Regions from separate parts of the Mus musculus genome. Here region 1 is linked to region 2. The links are chromatin contacts, called in public HiChIP or PLAC-seq maps. All regions are on one chromosome and are shown on one strand. The core of a region is the stretch at or near the end of the contact, and the rest is flanking DNA. Distances in the headings are between cores, read along the strand shown.

Evidence for each region. HiChIP or PLAC-seq counts read pairs in DNA pulled down with a chosen protein or histone mark.
Region 1: a contact with region 2 is called in an H3K4me3 HiChIP or PLAC-seq map of neural progenitor cells, with 106 read pairs. The contact joins the enhancer-like site here to the promoter of Tmtc2 in region 2. A contact is called at or near these places in 1 of 39 promoter capture datasets (the 3T3-L1 cell line), 4 of 484 Hi-C or Micro-C datasets (cortical glia, forebrain, neural progenitor cells and 1 more), 2 of 115 datasets of contacts at active chromatin or transcription factors (embryonic fibroblasts and neural progenitor cells) and 1 of 9 other capture datasets (pancreatic islet).

The regions. Positions count from the first base shown.
Region 1 is chr10:105,635,878-105,642,260 of GRCm38.p6, forward strand. No RefSeq gene overlaps it. Among named protein-coding and RNA genes, the nearest start is that of Gm15663, 65 kb to the left of the region's middle. Within about 2 kb of position 2,899, at least 43 of the 459 cell types and tissues checked have an H3K27ac peak or open chromatin away from gene starts, as enhancers often do. A contact at or near this core is called in cortical glia, forebrain, neural progenitor cells and 1 more, where this site is marked.
Region 2 is chr10:105,573,138-105,579,233 of GRCm38.p6, forward strand. Tmtc2 (transmembrane and tetratricopeptide repeat containing 2) reads right to left here and starts at 1,342. Exons shown (of 12, transcript NM_177368.4): 1 at 530-1,342. The coding sequence starts at 612. It overlaps Gm15663 (predicted gene 15663), which reads left to right and starts at 1,414. Exons shown (of 3, transcript NR_038032.1): 1 at 1,414-2,550.

The sequences.
Region 1 (6,383 bases), core at 1,649-4,148, 64 kb after region 2:
AATATCAGAATTCTAGGAGATCAAGGATATCATCATTGCTGAGCATCAACCTCACAAAGTCCCTTCTGAAAAACGTTAGAACAGCCACGGAGTCAGAAGTTAGCCATTGTAGGCAAAGTCTCAGGCAGCATTGTGATTTCTCCTGGTTGCTATCAAGTTTCACTTTAGCACCATTAATCCTGCCATAGATGCTTGACTTGGGCTGCTTACATCTTGTCGAGTTTATTCTCAACATTAGAAAGCTGATGGCTGTTGGCAATGGGTCAGAACTCCAACATGGGCTATGAAATACCTTGAGTGTCCTCAAAGAATAAGAGCGTCTACATAGCAACCACTGCAAGAGATCAGGTCAAAATGCTGTTGACCTTTGTAAGTTAGCTTTATGGGGGAAGTGTCATCACTTTGACTTTGAAGCTATTCAAAGCAGAAGACACTGCACAAGCATGAGTTCACTGAAGCTTGTCTGGAAGACTAGATGTCACCCTTAAGTACTTACATTTCTCTATAAATCAGTTTATTAATATATATATATATATATATATATATATATATATATATATATCAAATGGAGTTTCATAGGGAAATGGGAATGCAGTTCTATAAGATCTGCTCAAGATAAGACAGACCTAGATGTACTATCATACTGTGGAGTGATTCCAGGACAAGAAGATACACACAGGAAATGGTAACCAAGACAATAATAAAATTACCTAGAAAGCAAAAATGCAGCAAAGAGAAATGTACATCATTATATGCATTATTTTAGGGGGAAAAGTCTATCTCACAGAGAGCTCAAAAGTGGCCCACGGGTAAGGATGTTGCAGTTCATCAGACTTCTCATTGAGGATAATATATTTGTAAATTAAACCACTAGCTCAAAGCTGAGTGGCACATGGAAGAGATTATTGATCAAGAGGCTCTACAGGTTCATTGCTTTGGACTGTATTTTAGGTAAGAAAGACAGAAAACCCTGCCAGATACATTTCTCAGTCTCTCTGGCTTGCTGCCCCCTGGCTTTTGATTTATTAGAAGTATTGCCTGGAGACTGAAGAAATCAGGGTAGTGACCATCTTTCTTTTGTTCCTTTCCCTTCAACTGTGGGTCACCCAGGCACACATATGCTCAGTGTCGAGGGTCAACTCAAAGTCCTAACACTAAGTCTCCTTCTTGCTGTACTGACAAAAATAAATCCCCAACACTTATAATAAAGACTGGGTGGGAAGACATAAACTTGGATCCAAGACCACCTGTTTATAAGCTGAGGAGAACTGAGCATCTTGGTTAAAGCATGGATACCAATTTTCTCAAACATGAGATAAAAATCAATTTAGAAGTCCTGCCTAGTTTGAAGTTGATTGGGATAAGGACTATAATGTTGAGGTGACCATAGCGACACAGCCTAATGACATTGTAATTGTGAAGCTGAGGCAGGAGGGCTGTCAGTTAGGGGTTTGGCGAGTGTGAGTGCCAAACTAGCTCAATGTCCTTCTCTTTCCCTATTCTACCCCCATCTTCTCCTCTCCCTCCTCTGTCCTCCTTTCCTCTCTTTTTTTCCGTTCGTTCTGGAGACAGGGCTTTACTGTATACACCTATAATCTCATCACAGCCTTCCTGAGACCTGGAATCCTGGGTTTATAATACCAAGGCCCAGTCCATTTCATTTCCATACCATTTCAAATGCCAGCCTCAGCAATAGCTGCAGCTTTCTTGCATACTTTTTGTTTCTTTCGTTTTTGACGTTTTTTTTTTTTTTTTTTTTGGTTTTGTTTTGTTTTTTGTTTTTTGTTTTTTACATAGGGTAGCATTACGTAGATAAAGCTGGCCTTAAACTTACAAAGATCCACCTGCCTCAGCTTTCAGAGAACTGGGAAAGGGCTGCTCCCTCTGTAATTCTTGAATCTTTACAATAGTGGTTCCCACGTGAATGCATCAGTGCCTGGTACCTGTCAATCATGTTTTGTCTCTTGGGCTTCTTGCTCCTCTTGTTTTCCAAGAGAACCACCATTTCTAGTAGAAATCTACTCTTCCTGAACTAACTTCTAAGCTGTCAAACATGGGCCTTCCCTTCCTTATGTCTGATAACCATAAAGAACACATGGGTGGGGGGCTCAATTTCTGCTCAAACACGGCCCCTGAATGTCTAATCTAACTAAAACATGACTAGTTAGTGTAAAATCTCGAGTGATGTGTAAAGACTCTAGTCAACAAAATCAGAACAACCTTAGAGCTTGATCATGAACATGTGAGATTTTAGAGATGTTTGAGGAAAAGAAGGAGAGGTGAAGGACCACACACAGATAAGGATAAGTTACCTATGATATAGCAAAGCGAGTTTCTAAAGGTATCACAGGAAGAAAGAACATTTTTGCCCATTGGCTGGGATGGCACAGAGAGAGTAAGGAGTTTTTAATGGGAGTTTGACAGACAATGAGATTCTGAAATTTTAAAGATGGGATAAGGATATTTCAAATGTAAAGGAGAGAGATGAGACTCTGGCAGAGATGAAGATAAGTTCGCTTCTTATAACAATCCTCTGCTTTGACTGGAATAATGGAAGAAAAAAACCCCTAGAATAGTAAATTGTGCAGTTCAGGAAAGATTTTCAGAGCCTCATTTCCTATTTTCCACACATGTGTGGCTTATAATTAGAAATAAGATTTCAGGTGCATGTGCGACATTATGATAGCAGGGACTCTAACTTCTCGTTCAGATATGCCTAATTAATTACGTGCTTGGCAAAGCATGTACTTGGTAAGGGTTTGTGCAACAGTCCGGGAGATACGGTCTTCTTATTATAGGGTAAAGTAACCACAAAACTGCCCATTCCCTTCTATCAGAGCACTGGGAAACAAAGGGCTTGATTTAAGTGTCTCCAAGTACTCCACAGGACAAAGCACCGCATTAAAAACCATTCCAACCACATCATTGCCAACATCTCTCAAAATATGAGCTTCGAAGCCCGAGAGCGTATGAGATCTTGAAGATTACTCCGTGTAAGTTAATCATTACCACTGTCTGGGTGCAAGCTCAGTAGGACCCAACACTTATTTATCCTGTTTAAAAAAAAAAAAAAAAAAAAAAAAAGTCCACGTTAAAAGGCGGCTCCTAGCAGGGGTTAATGGATCTTCGAACTGGAATGTCTTTCCAAACTTGCCCAGCTGCTCTGAGTAAATAGACCGGATTCCCAGATGCCAGGCCCTGGGACAGAGCTCTGGCACCAGCTGACTTCGCTGTTCATTATTCTATTGTCTCACAGCACACCCAGCAAACAAAGCCCCATAGATGGCTGGCCTTTTTTTTTTTTTTTTTTTTTTTCCTGGCTCATGGAGGAGTGAGGACCCCAAAGGGCAGCACTTGGAAGGAGTCCACCTGTGGGTAGGGACTTTTAATTGAAATCTCAAATACACTCCAGAGCTCTGGAGGCTATTGTTATTCTTCCCACAGGCACATCTCTGCGCTGACTTGTAAGGAAGAGAAGCCATTCCATACATGCTGCAGCCGCGTAACCACGGCTACGCGGGGACATTAACAAATGGCGCCTTTGGGAGAACAGACACTGACCATGTTTGTGACTATGGATGCTTGCTCTGGGCCCATCCATTTCAATTAGTGAGATTCAATTTCATCTTCTCTCTCTTTCTGGGTCTGTTTTTAAGTTAAAATAACACCCCATAAAAATGAACCTGAAAAATGATTTACATTCTTTAGTTGCGGTGGGAATGGGCCATCTTGGAAATGTTATTTAGGACAAACATTTCTTTTTTTTCTTCTTGTTTTATTAGACCAATGTTTTCATTATAAGAGATTTTTTTCTTTATTTGACTCTTAAGCTTTTGTGTAAAGAGAGGAGACAAAAGGATCACATTAATCATCGCGCCTATGAAGAAGGAAAGGAAAACCTATTTGGATGTTGTTTGCTTGAACTGTTATTAAAGTCCTGCATTGTACTTGTATTGGTTACACATTTTTTGTTTGTTGGTTGGTTTTGTTTTTCGAGACAGGGTTTCTCTTTATAGCCCTTGCTGTCCTGGAACTCACTTTGTAGACCAGGCTGGCCTCTGCCTCCCGAGTACTGGGATTAAAGGCGTGCATTTACACATCACCTCCTCGCTGGTTACACATTTTCTATTGCTGGGATAAAGATCTGTGACCAAAGTGACTTACATGAGGAGGGGTTACTGTTCCGGAGGAATAAGAAAGAATCCACCACAGCAGGGAGACGTGGCAGCTGGAGAGAGAAGCTGAGAGATCTCATCTTAAACGGAAATCCACAAGTCAGAGAGAGTGAACTGGAAAAGAGAACACAGCTTCGAAACCGGCAAGCCCTCCCCCAATGATGACATACTCCTTCTAGCAAGGCCACTCCTCCTAAACCTACCCACACAGCACCACCAACTGAGGATCAAGTGTTCAAACATGTGAGCCTATGGAGCTGTTCTCACTACGGCTACTACAATTATCCCTGGAAAATAAACACATTTCCCTGTGAAACAAAGGGACCATGGGCAGAAAATAAGAGGGAACTGATGAGACATTTTTAATTCTTACTGGGATTTGCCCAAAGGATTTTATTTGCTTATCACAATATTTGGCTTTGCAAATAATATGCAAAAGTTAACATACTAGACATGGGTCCTGCTGTCATGGAAGTCCAGTGCAATATGCCAGGATTTCATTAGGATGTTGTGACATTTTGATCATGGCTTAGGTCCCCTCTCCATTAACCAAATCTGTCTGCATCTGAGTACGGCATTCATATACTCTTATATAACAAACATATCTATTTTCATTAAATATTACCCACAAAACAAGGGAATAAGTATAGCCTGGTGCAAAGCATACCACTTCAAAATAATGGAAATATGTAGGCAGGGATGTGCTGAGATGCTAATTCAAGCCCTCTCAAAGCCTGGGAAAACTTTGTTTTGTGAGTAGAGAGAAACAAATTTGTCCTTTTCCAAACTTGAAACAATTCATGGCAGCCTTATAAAACTTCTAGTTACTGTTACAGTTTGGAAGAAAATACATGGTGCGGCTGGAGAGTTGACTCAGCACTTAAAGAACACTGGTTGATCTTGCAGAGGACCCAGGTTGGATTCTCATGGTGGCTTACAACCATGTGTAGCGCCAGTCCCATCACATCTCATGTCCTCTTCATGTACCAGGGACACACATGATGTACATAATTAAATATATGCAACCTAAACACCCATACAAATGAATTAAAGTAAATAATGTATCTAAAATGACACTCTTATGATATTGTTGTCCCTTGTTATCCTCCTGCCTCTGTAAAAGTATCATTATTTGCTTGTTTTTCTTGTTATTGGGATTTTTGACTAAAATGTATATACTTGCTAGGCATTTTTGAAATGTTGAAAATGTTTCAAAACAGAAAACTTCAGGAAATATCTTCGGTTTGTTTGGCAATTCTTGGAGTTGAATCTAGGGCCTGGGGGGATGTCAGGCAGCCATTCTAACAGGGAGACTCCTCCCACGCTCTTGACAAAATTTGAAGAAATCCCTATTACCCAGAAATAACAATTATTAATATTGAAATGTGCACTAGTTTCTATATCTTTATGTGTGGTACAAGAGAGATGAATAGATGAATTTATTATTTCTAAATGAATTCCGTATGCACAAGTCTCGGGTCCCTGAAAGCAGATGGTAAGATGGTGTTTGAGATGGTAGATATTTAAAAAGAGTGACTGCCTATGAAGAGATATCGGAGGAAATATCACTGAGCAGCGGGAGATGGCAAACTTCATGCAGACCCAGAGAAAGTCCTGACCAACCCGTTAGGAAGCTCTGGGACTGGCATGGGAGATGCTGCCTGTGTCTTTATGCTCTCATTTGGCGATATGATACAAACTTCCCACAGAAAGCGTGTGATAGAGGTAAGGAGTCTCCATGTACCTGTTTGCAAATGTCATTTATGGTACATGTAAACCTGGACTTAGAATTGAAAATAAGAAGCAGCTCTTATTGTCCATTTTCTACACAGTATATACAAAAGAACCATCTCACAAAGGTAAAGTAACTCTTCCATGCCTATCTTGTGGCAGAATGAGAGCAAGACTCTGCCCCTGAATCCCAGTATAATTGATATATTGTAAAGTACAAAGCATTTTCTATCCCTGTGATAAAATACTTTGCCTAAGGCAACTTAAAAGAGAAAGAGTTTATTTGGGATTTGTAGAAGGTTAGAGTCGCTGACCATAATTGCAAGCAGCAGGGCAGTAGGCAGGCAGGCATGGAGCTGGAGCAGTAGCTAGGAGCTCATATCTGGAGAAACAACAGCAAGGCAGTGTAGAACTGTGAAAGGCAGCCTGGTTCTTGTTGAGCTAAGGCTAGAAACCCCGGTGACCCTGAAGGGACAG
Region 2 (6,096 bases), core at 92-2,591:
GAAACCACACGGGGAGGATCTTCTAGGGGTGCAGAGGTGCTTCCTTCCAGCCCACACGTAAAATCGCTTAATATGCTTTTTCTTTCTTTCTTTCTTTCTTTCTTTCTTTTTTTTTTTTTTTTTTTTTTTTTTTTTTTTGCACCAAGGTATACCAAGGATTGTTATTGGAATTTTTACTTTGGCTGGTTGTTTGTTTAACGTGGGTTCATTAAACAGTCTTCCAAATTGCCTGGATTTCCGCAAAGAAACTTAAGCGCCTGCCAACCAGCAAGAAGCAAGCAAGAACCTGCTGCAAAGTAGGAGCGGAAACTCGTTCGGCCCGCCCAGCGCGCCTGCGTCCGTCCCGGCTGTTTGCTTTAGGTGTTACGGTTTCCGTGTCGCCTAAACCTTCAGGTGCAGATACCTGTCCCCCCAACCCCGCCCCCAAGACGCGCTTCAGCCTGACAGCAAGCAGTACCAGAGCCACCGAGGAGCCCCCACCCCACCCCCGTCGCACCGCAGCCATTGCCCCTTTCTCTCACCCACTTACCTGTCATCGTAGCAGAAATCAGCACTCAGGGTGTTGAGATACAAGGCGAGCCCCAGAGCGCTGCTCACCAACTCTGCAATCATCTCTCCACCGCCTTCCCTCCGGCTTGGCTCCCAGCGCGAGCGCAGCAGCGGCAACAAAAAACAGAAGCATCAATCCCCACCTTCCGCCGCCTTCTCCTCCTTGGCTGCACTTTTCCCCGGCTTCCCCGCCCGCCTCCTCGTCCTCCCTCCTCTCCTTCTTCCGATCCCGGGCTCCTCCTCGGGGCGCCGGGCTCCGCTGTTCCTGCGTGCTCCGGGGGTTGCGGGCTCACACCGCTCTCCCCATACCCGACAACCGCGAGAGGCAAGCGGCGATCGGCTTCACGCCCCCCGGCGGAGAATCGGGGCTTGTCCTTTTCCCGCGGCTCGCGGTCCCCACCCTAACCCATGGCACTTTGGGACGCCCTAAGGTAAAGGACTGCGGAGATAGAAGAGTGCAAGAGGGGGGACCAAAGGGCTGGACAGAGCGAGGATCTGGGACCAGCGGGAGGAAAGGAGAGACAGAGAGAGAGACCGAGAGAGAAAGGGGCGGGTGGGAGGGACGAGGCGAACCGCCTCCCTTCGCCGCCTCCCGGGCGCACGACTCCGGGGCCGTTCGCAGCAACTCGGCCGCCACCGCGGCTGCGGCACATTCACTCTTTATTGGTTCCCTCCCGGACCCCTCTCCAGTGAAGTGAGAAGCGGCGACTGGGGACTCCAAAAGCTCCCGCGTGGGGTTCTCGTCGCGGCCCCACGCGCCTGCGTGGCCAGCCCACCACCCTAAGCTAGCCCGGCCCCTTTCTCCACCCAGATCCTCCCCGCAGACTCCTCCCTGTCTACCCCCACTGGCTGGAGGCTCCGCCCACTCTTCTAGCTGCTCCAGCCTGGTACTCTGGCCCCACTCTCTTCTTCATCTTCCTTCACCTTCTTTTTGACTCTGGAAAGCCTCCCCCAAAGCCCAGGACAAAGATGACTTTTGGAAGATTGCCCAAAACGATAGCTAGAGTGTGCCCTGGGCTCTGGGAGATGGAGGAGAGAGGCGACAGGAGGAGTCAATGGTTTGCCCAGTGCTGCGGGGAGGCGCTTTGCACGCTCTAGATCGCAAGCCAAACGTCTAGTGCCAAGAGCTGTCAGGCAAAAGACTGGTCAGCTGGAGAGACTTCTCGGGACGCGGAGAGGTAGAACAGGTTTGCAGAGCGCTGGCAACCTCGGTTGACACTAAGGATCTATTGCCCCGCGCGCGCGCGATGCGTGAGCTGAATTGGGATGGAAGGGCCTGTTGAAGAGCCAGGGAAGCAGCGTTTAGGAGAGAGTTTTCCGAGGCCACGCCGTGACGGTCGACATTAATATTAGTGGAAAGACGCGTGCCCCGCAGTAAGATCATGAAAAGGGATCCAGGAAATGAAAGAGGAGAGGCAAGAAGGTAAGAAACACCCACGCGTTCCTCAGAAATTGCGTGGGGATGGGTGTCTTTAGTGGTTCAGGACTGTCAAGCTGACTCTGAGACTATAGAAGAGACCACGCTAATGCAACCCTCTACAACGGCATCCTTAAACCCAGCAGAGCGGAAAGCTAATGCCCTTTCCTTTCCGCCCGGATGCAAGACTGGATGGAAGGCATCCAACATGATGAAATACGGTGCAGAAGAATGGTCTGGGCAGAAGGAGCGCTGGGTACTAAAGTTGCATGACCAAAGAGATCCGAGAGCTGTCTGCCACACCCCCTTCCTGCCTGGTTCCCTTTCTGACTGCCCTGGTCGCTCCCTTGGACTATGATGAACACGACTGCAGCGCCCCCTGCTGTGGGGAAGCTACAGGGCACAGAAAACACGTCCTTGCAGGGCTGACTTCCAACTTCCCCTTTTGCACCTAACCAGCAAGCTCTTCAAAGATAATAAGGAAAGTGGACTCCCTGGGTATGTGGCAGCGATCTGAAAAGTTTGAACGCCTGCAGAATAAGGATGTCTGACTTCACAAAGAAATCGTTTGGAAACTGACAAATGTGTGTTCAACCTCCAACAGGCAAATTGTGATTTGATCAAAATATTATGAGCACGTAGGAAGTTCTCAAATAATATATTGAAGATGGTGATTCTTGTTCTTCAGTGCTCCCCGGTATAATGTATTTTTTAAAGTTTTTTTAAAAATCATACCAGTTGCTCCATTCGGATCCTCTCTGACCTTCTTCTGAGCTTATGTATTGATATTGGATCCTGGGGCACTGGGGGAAGAATAAATACTTAAGTCAGATACCTAGATTTGAGTATCAACTCAGCTATTAATTATTTGAGTAAGTTGGGGCCAATCACCTCCTTCACCCCTCACTTATAAATACTACTTTGGTTGGGTGAGTTTCCATGTAAATAAAGCATCCAGAGGGGGACTGGTAAGTGCAATAAGTTAGCTGTTATGATTTCCAACGTCATCCTTTTACTTCTTAACTAATACTTAGACATTCCTCTCTAAAATACATACCATTACACCCACACTGTTCCACTCTTAGTCCGAGCCATCACCAAAATACACCCATCACATCCACAGAGCGTTAGTATCTCCTGCACAAACTAATCTGATGGCCTTGTAAATGGTCTTGCTTCTACACCTACCGCCCCTGCTCCAAGCATTTACTTGAGGCTCCAGACAAGCAGCTTTAAGTTCAATCACTCCACTTAAGCGTGTGTAGTGCACATAGAATAAAACTCTCTTAGTCTGGCTCATATGGTCCTCCCCCTCTTCTCAATGTGTTCATCTGTGTATGCCTTCTCTGGAACCTTCTTTTCTCTCGTACCTGGAACTGTTTTCTCCCCAGACATTTCTTTGGCTACTTTCCACTATCTTTCAAATGGTATTTCTTCAAAAATTCTTTCTTGTATTTTATAAAGCACACACACACACACACACACACACACACACACACACACACACACACATACACACCCCTCTTTCCCATCATCCTTTATCACTTCCTTCTAAGTATCTTTGTCTGCTTGTTTGTTTGTTTGTTTGTTTGTGGAGTTTTGATTTTTTTTTTGAGACAAGGTTACTCTGTGTAGCTCTGACTGTCATTGAATTCACTCTGTAGATTAAGCTGAGCTCAAACTCAGAGATCCATCTGACTCTCCCTCTAGAGTGCTGCTATTAAAGGCCTGTACCACTACTACCTGGTGATAGGCACACATCAGTTTATTAACTAATCCCTTGAATTTCCATTCAATCTTCATAAAGCTTGTCCCCTCATCCACAAAGTGCCCAGAGCCCATAGCATCTGAACATTGTAAAAGAAACTTCTAAAAAAGGGTAAACAAGTAAACAATAAGAGTATTTAAGTGTGATTATAGAAGAGCTGAAAGCCCACAAATATTCATCAGGAAGAAGAAACTAAATTGTTGTCTATGTTAAAGATGCCAAAGCCAGAGGGAAGAAGGGTGACATTTCTTGAGTGCATCACTTCCTCGGGAAGATCCATGATAGGAAATCACACAAGGACAGCTTCTTTCCTAAGACTTATGGGCATACAACTACTAGAAAGCTTTGGGTTCAGAGAGCTAAAATCTTGTGAGCATTTCTCCATTTCAAAGGTCTGATAGTTTTAAAAACATTAAGTGTGGCTTCTTCTACAACCATCCAGCCCCTCTGAATTGAAAGCCTCAGAAACTGAGACATGCCATAAAATGGTACATCTTGAGATTCTTAATAGACAGCAGACTGCACATCCTGCCACGCTTGAAAAAAATCCAGTTTCTTGTAACAAAAACGCTATTATACTTTAACGTATGTCTGTGTATCCTTCCTGTGAATTAAGCCATGGGCTCTTGTGCATTGCTCTCCAAGGTCTGAGAAACAACCACTGCTTGCATTTTCTACCTTTCTCAAGCAACTCCAAAGGGAAAATTCAATTAAATATGCCATCACTACCCCTGGAGGTCATTTATGATCACAGAGCCTCCTTTTAGCTTATTAAGGTGCATTTATCCCGTGTGGGGGAGGCTGCTGCTGCTTCAGTTCTGAATTTATACATCATTTATTTAAAACTACTGCAGCTGTCCACAGTTGAAGGAAATCAGGCTGGTTGTCTTAAGCTTTCTACCTTAGACACAAGTTTGTCCCACCACCAAAGTGCTAAGCCCTTATTTTCCTGAGTAGGTCTTACACATCTGCTACCTTACCACTTCCTCAATGAATTCCATTTTATAGTCGACCAGACCTAGCCTACATTTGTTCTGCATTCCCGGGGCCTTTGTTGTATAATTCATACCTTTGTGGTGCCAGTTCCTCGGGGGTAAAGATTTCCTTATTTTCCTAAGACATTTTTAGTTTATTGTGCAATCCCATCTTCCCTTTGGGTGTTGCATAAATATTAACTAAAAGTCTACATCTGGTGTTCGTCGTCATTTCTATTTGTCCTAATATAACTTCGCTTTGAACAATTCATTCGGAAAGTGTGCCAAGGGTGAAATGTGGCACATTAATTCCCTTTGCACTACACAGAGTGCTTTGTAAAATGCCCACGGATTTGGTTATTTATGAACAGAAGATTTGCACCTCTTCCTTACAGTCTCAATTCTAAAGTTGCAGCAGGCTAAAGTAATCACCAACCCCCATCTGTTTTCTGCAAGGGTATCCAGGAATCTCCTGCTCAAAGCTTAACAGATTGACCAGGTAGCAGAAAAAAAAAAAACTAGCTCAGCAGGTGAAACTGCCTGTTCAGGGAGGTCAGAACAGAGAGCTCTCTGCTGTGGGGACTTGTAAGCTCTGGGTTGTGCTCAGGAAATAACACTGTGGGAGAAAAACAGCAGACCGTGGATGAAATGTGGGTCATGGAATAGTGGGAGGCTCGTGGGCTGAGCTGTTAACTAATGACAGTAAAAGCATTGGCTGCACATGGCTACTGTGAGATGTTTCCCAGCGTATTCTAAAGCATCGTCCCACAGACGTGACAGCATGTCACCTTGCTTTATCCCCACACTCGTGATCTATTAGGAATAAAATTAGGGGATTGCAACCACAGAAACAGGTCCTGTCTCCCCTGTCACAAAACCAAGCCTGTTAAGAAGCAGCTGCTACCGCTATAATGATCACTCTAGGAATGTCGCTTTCCTCCCAACCTCCAGTTCAGAGAAAGAGGAGGTAGAGAAAAAGAGGGGGAGAGTATGAATTACACGTTAATAACCAGATCAGAAAAATTACAAAGATGTTGGAGCTACTGATAGAATTCAGAAGCTTGTCAAAGAAAGCAAGGCCAGACAACCTTCTTCCTAAAAACTCTCCAAATGCGTTCATGTGTACTGCTATAAACAGTGATAAATAATACAATCAACAGCTTGATAATTGCTTGGAGTTTTGACTAATAGTTTCTGTCTTGGCCTCTGTAAAATAAAAAATAAATAAATTAATTAATTAATAAATAAATTAATAAATACTACAAGGAAAAATTCACTTGAATGAGAATGTCTTTTAGATTAAAGCTTGCCATGAGTTTTCCTTTTGAAGACAACTTTGTAGAAAGAGGTATTTACATTCGTACTGTTCAGCATCATAGACAACAACC